2 separate regions of the Bicyclus anynana genome follow, and region 2 is linked to region 1. The links are chromatin contacts, called in public Hi-C maps. All regions are on one chromosome and are shown on one strand. Each heading gives the region's core, a stretch centred on a gene start, on an enhancer-like site or on the middle of the called end of the contact. The rest is flanking DNA. Distances are from core to core; before and after follow the strand shown. Region 1 overlaps LOC112055890 (protein PALS1). Region 2 holds the start of LOC112048392 (mitogen-activated protein kinase kinase kinase 11).

Region 1 (2,950 bases), core at 267-2,766:
TTGACATATTAAAAAATTAGTTGTACATATAAAATTTGTAACAATTGTAAAATTCATTCGGCATACGTTTAAATATAAAATTGTATTTTTATAATGCGATATTGAAAATAATGAAATGAGTAATATAAAACTTTGTCGTAATTAATAACTTGTATAAGATTATTTAAGTTAATATTTTGATAAAATTCCTTAAGAATAATTATTATTCTTGAAAAGTTAAGTACATGAGTATATTTCGTTCATTTAACTGTGATTACATTTATTGTGAAACTATTAAAATAATTAAAAAGAGATTTCAATTGCTTATTTATATGATTCATATCGAAATTGATAAAAAAAAATTATATAACTTTTTGATAAAATTAAGCAAAATCTATGGATATATTGATTTTTGAAGTAGGTAATTTGTTAAAATTATATATTAACAAATATATTCAGTTAATAAAATGTAGTTTATAATTTATTAAAATTCATCTATTACCACATAATGGGAGTGTTCGTTTAATAATACTCAAGTGATTTAAGATTTCCATGAGGAAGATTATTACAGTGATAGAAGTTTCCAAAAGGCACTATATATTCGTTTCCCTACAGTAATAAATTAGTTATATTATATGTTTTAATTACTATATTCTGAACAAAATCTTGCAGAAGACACAGTTTTAGATAATGTTTGACTACGTTCAACGGAATTTTTATCAATATTATTTGTCGATATCATTGTTGAATGAGTGTTGTACATCACTACAGACATGTATGTGCAAGGGAGCGCGTCACATCCTCTGCTCTACTTACACGATTTACTGCTGCGCCTGATTTTTTATATACTATAATAAATTATATTTGTTTACAGAGTTTTTTTTTAAAATAAATTCCAAGATAGCTAAATTACTAAACCAAACTGACTTTGGGTTTACACAAATAAGCTCATGGTTTAAAACCCCAAGATTAATTTATTTATTTTAGAATAAATCATAAGATCTGTTTGTACTATTATATATTTGTATAAAACATCATTTTTCTTTGTCACGAAACAAACACATAGCGCGTCCTGTGAACAAGCTTGCATATAATCTTCCTCATCGAAACACTGACTAACTACAAAACTAAACATCATGCAACAGAAGTGTGTCTACAACCGGCCTCGTGATAATCACCATTAAAATTTGAGAACACATCACTAAATTCTATATTTTCCTCTACCGCGCCACGATGACGACCATTAACACTGCCTCTACGAGTTCTCCCATTAAAATTCCGTATCAAACCAACGAAACCATAGTCCCTTTCAACATTCCAAGCGTCAATAAAGTATAACAGCAAATGTAAAACCATTTGCGTGAACATTTCGAATAGCAACATTACACGCGCGAACGTTACCGAGCAACTCGCGTCACGTATCACATCAGGTTCAATGTAATCTGTCACGTTACATGGAAGGTATTGTTGGCGAGCGTGGAGGGGGTTCAGTCTCTGAGCTGCGATGGATGCAGCCGTGGGGAGTGTCCGCTAGGTCTGCTTGAGCCAGTGCGCGGGCACCCACTGCGGCTCGCGCTCCAGGCTGTTGATCTCGTTGAGCAGCTGGTGGTAGGCGCGCTGCGTGTCGTTGTTGATGATGATCATGTCGAACAAGTGGCCCCATCGCAGCTCCATGTCCCTCGCGGTCGCTATTATCTCTTTCAGCTCTTCTTCCTGTAAGGAGTTCATCTAAAATTAATATATCTCTAAAATATCTTTTACAATCATATCAGTAAACGGATGGTTAACTTGTCGGTGTAGGATGTGCACCACGAGATCATTATTATCCAAGTTTGCCCTACATATTATCGTTATCTCTATTGTCCTATGGGAACTAGAGGAGAAAGAGCGATATGTTTAATTTCACCGCTATTGGACGAATATGTATATCATCTTATGATAATAGTATGTATGTAGTTAATGTAAGGAAGGCGTACTATAATGTTAAGTGAATTTATTACAGAGAAATACTCGTAGGGTACCCTAGAAACAAATAACAATGTGATGTCCCATGCCGCCTTTCAACCTACGGCATTTGTTTCAAGCGTCATACAAAAACTTTTACTCATACCTTCGCCCCATCCATTGTTATTTCAGCTTCACAGTCGTTGAGAGAGTTATATGCCTAACTTTTCAAACAGGGATCTCCTAAACTTTGGTTCGATCATTTAGCTTATATACTCTGAGAACAGCTCGGTTCATCCCCTGCTAAGTCATTCTGAGTCTTCTTATGATCCTCAAACTTAGCTATAGAGATCAACTAACTACTTTATAAATATAAGATAGTAACCTTGAAAGCCTCCCCGTTCCTGATCTTCTTCTGGCGCAGCTTCTCGAGGCTGGGCGGCGCCACGAACACGGTGTAGGGCTTGAGGTCGGAGCCGCGCAGGATCTTCAGCGACTGCGGGTGCAGGTTCAGCACGCAGATCTTGCCCGAGTTCACCACCTCGCGGATCGCCTCCAGGGAAGTGCCTGGAATGGCCAGTGACATATTACTTATATGTCATCAACAATTTATTAACTCACGCTTTTTCGTTGATTGTGTATTTCTTCGTCATCGGGGAGCGGAAAAAGAGGACTTGATTGACTAGGCTCGAGATAATGGGATAGGTGGAATAAAATATTTAAGGGCGTGAAATAGAAGAAATTTTGGAATAAGTATCAATCCAGCAAAATCCACCTTAGCATTGTTAAAATCCACGTCCTGTATTTGCGTAAATTTCGTAAAGATACAGCGCTGTGACATCATTCGTTTCCATGGCAACTCCATTGTTAGTGATGAATAAGTACAATTAGTTTTGGCATCCTATAAATATACAGTTTAAATTCGAATAATGTGTGTTATTGGGAGTAATGATCGACGAGTGTCAAATAGCGAAACCGCATCCCTGATGATATTACAAAGCGAATTAATAATTATAATTTTTAGTTG
Region 2 (2,950 bases), core at 316-2,815, 180 kb after region 1:
GTATATATTTATCGGCACAATATGAGAAATGATATTCCCTTCGCCAGTCACTTGGCACATAGATACCTACCAAAAATGTGTGGGTGTGAATAAATCTACTTACCGTATAATTTAATTTTATTGTCCTTGGTCTGCACAACAATAATGACATATCCTTCTAAATCCACAGATTTGCACTTTACAGTTGTCATTTTGTCGATAGCGTTGATTTGGGTGGTGGGTGCGTTGAATGAATTCATTTTGTACGGTTACAAAAATAAACCTGACACGAATAACCTTCTAATATGCTAAATTCTATTTGTTAATCAATTTATTTTGTTATTTTTACGAATCGTACCAACGCTTCCGCCAACACCACTTCAGCCAATTTCTTTTCAAAATAAAACTATTTGAAATAAACATTTTGTCGACAATTAATAACATAATCTAAACATCAGCCGGGTGGTAGAAAATCAGTCATTCTGTTGTCACTTGCACTAAATTGTTACACACGTCGATTTAACACAAGATTAGCGAACATTTTCACGATAAATGCTTCGATTTTTACTAATTTTCCATTTTCGCGAACGTTTTGTAGATGACTTGACGGATCTTTTATAGGTTTTATGTCACGTTTTACAGTTTGTGAGGTTGTTATTAATTGTTTTTCAGTCGTTTATTACGTTTTCCACCATTATTTCGGTCGCTAGTTTTCCGTGCGTGTTGTTCAGGGGATATTTTGGTTTATTAAACTAAGATTTTAAGGCGTTTTGGCGTGGTTTGAGCTTGAAAATCGGTCCCACGTCCCGCGGGCTGGGTGGTCGCCGCGAATGGATACAGCCATCCCACTTTCGCGCGATCAATAAAGCTCCCTTCCCAGCATCCCTATAACACCTACAGAGAACTAACGCGCAAGTTGTCAAAACTCTTTACAGATTTCTTATGAATTAATACCATTAGTCTTTTTTAATTAAAGGAAAATATCGCGTATCTACGTATAAAAAAATAAAAAGGCAAAAAGTAAATTCAAGGTCCCACCGAGATTTGAACTCGGATCGCTGGATTCAAAGTCCAGAGTGCTAACCATTACACCATGGGACCACTCATTTGCTAGGGTGAAATAAACGTATATAAACGGAATGGTTGTTTAATATAATTATTTACAAATAAATAGCAACAATATCGATTTCAACTAATGAGTTTTCTATGGTAAATAATAATTTATTTTATATCAGAATTAAAATTTCCAACATTTTTATTTTTTTACTCTAGATGGCACACCTAAATAGACCTTTCTTCAAAGACAATAGGCACCTAAATGTCTTTTTGTGATGCTATCGCCATCTATACTCATTTAGATGTATTTCGCGTAAATTTGTGTTACCAGACGTATAAAAATACAATTGAATTTAACATCAATCTTTTTTGTATTTTAGTAATAATGAAAACATTACAAAATTATTGTATAATTTTAAATAAATTAATTATTTTATTTTATAACTGTATAATATAAATATGGTAATACTACTAATTATTTGTCTGTGATATGTCAAGTGATAAGAAATAAAATGTGGCAACATCAAATGACAGTTTGTCACTGACTTCGCTTTGGTGAGGTTGTCATTTCGTCCATCTATCGAATAATTTGATAGGTGAGAGGAGATTAATTAACATCATCACAGCGGGTCACACAATAATTTAATAATTACGAAAACGATCGCCGCGATCGCGCCAACGAACGGGTGGCTTGGTTTATCGCTGGGACATACCGCCATGATCGATGTGGGAAACAAAGATGGCGGAATAATACGGTGATCGTAAGCAAGACAAGTGTCGTGCAGTGTAGTTATGTGCGGTGGTGGGTGGATAACGCAGCGTTGTCGCGGCGCCTGAGCGTGGAGGAGGGAGATGGCGCGGCCGGGGTGATGCCGCCGCGGCCTGCGGCCGGCCGCTCGGCTATGGCGGCAGAGGAAGATCGTCCGCCGCTCGCTCTGTTTACGGCCGTCTACGACTATGCAGCGCAGGGGGAAGATGAGCTGTCCCTCCGCAGGGGCGAGATCGTCGAGGTGCTCTCCAAGGACGCGAACATCTCCGGGGACGAGGGCTGGTGGACGGGCAAAATCGGCGATCGCGTCGGCATTTTCCCCGCGGTGTACGTGACAGAAGACGACCCTCTGGCCGTCAGTTCGGTGATAGGGGACGTGGACCCTCCTCGGGTGTCGTATTCGGAGCTGAAGCTCGAGGAGGTGATCGGCTCGGGCGGCTTCGGGACGGTCTACCGCGGGTACTGGAACGACGAAGTTGTGGCTGTGAAGACTGCACGACTAGCCAACGAAGACATAGAAGTTATAAAGGAGAGTGTGTTGCAGGAGGCTAAACTATTTTGGATGTTGCAACATGAGAATATAGTGTCGTTGAAAGGTGTGTGTTTAGAGAAGCCAGATTTGTGTTTGGTGATGGACTATGCGCGTGGTGGGCCTCTGAACAGGGTCCTGTCGGGGCGGAAGATACGGCCCAGGATACTGGTGGACTGGGCTATACAGGTGGCCCGCGGGATGGCCTATCTCCATTTTGATGCACCTATATCACTCATTCATCGAGACCTTAAGAGCTCTAATGGTAAGTAATAATACATACTTTAATTTTTTACCATAAGCCTAAAAGACACACTTGATAAACTTGAAAACTTGCATTTTATATGAAGAGACTTATGCCTACATTTTTGTTATGTTGTATGTATTATGTTGAACAAATATTTTATCCTTGTAGTTAGTCCATAATCAAAATATTAAATTGTTGCTTCAGTAAGTTACTTTTAAAACAGTACAACTATTACTATGTGTATTAAAAAATGATAAACTTTATCAAAATAGGGAAACTATTAGCTGTAAATTACTAAATTTCCTTGCCCTTTGATATTGGTCAAATGTCACTGACCTTATGACATTTAACCTGCCAATGTTGCCATCTG

The links. Hi-C and Micro-C count contacts between places; a contact is called where the count stands out from the background.
Region 2: a Hi-C map of whole larva shows a contact between it and region 1, with 4 times the contacts expected there. The contact joins the promoter of LOC112048392 here to the enhancer-like site in region 1. A contact is called at or near these places in 2 of 2 Hi-C or Micro-C datasets (whole body and whole larva).

The regions. Positions count from the first base shown.
Region 1 is chr16:14,649,980-14,652,929 of ilBicAnyn1.1, forward strand. LOC112055890 (protein PALS1) reads right to left here. Exons shown (of 20, transcript XM_052886067.1): 19 at 2,309-2,490; 20 at 1-1,692. The coding sequence ends at 1,510. Among protein-coding and RNA genes, the nearest start is that of LOC112055891, 7.9 kb to the left of the region's middle. Within about 2 kb of position 1,517, at least 3 of the 8 cell types and tissues checked have open chromatin away from gene starts, as enhancers often do.
Region 2 is chr16:14,831,250-14,834,199 of ilBicAnyn1.1, forward strand. LOC112048392 (mitogen-activated protein kinase kinase kinase 11) reads left to right here and starts at 1,566. Exons shown (of 11, transcript XM_052886074.1): 1 at 1,566-2,598. The coding sequence starts at 1,905. LOC112055890 (protein PALS1) reads right to left here and starts at 786. Exons shown (of 20, transcript XM_052886067.1): 1 at 104-786. The coding sequence starts at 239. Trnaq-uug (transfer RNA glutamine (anticodon UUG)) reads right to left here and starts at 1,080; the gene lies at 1,009-1,080.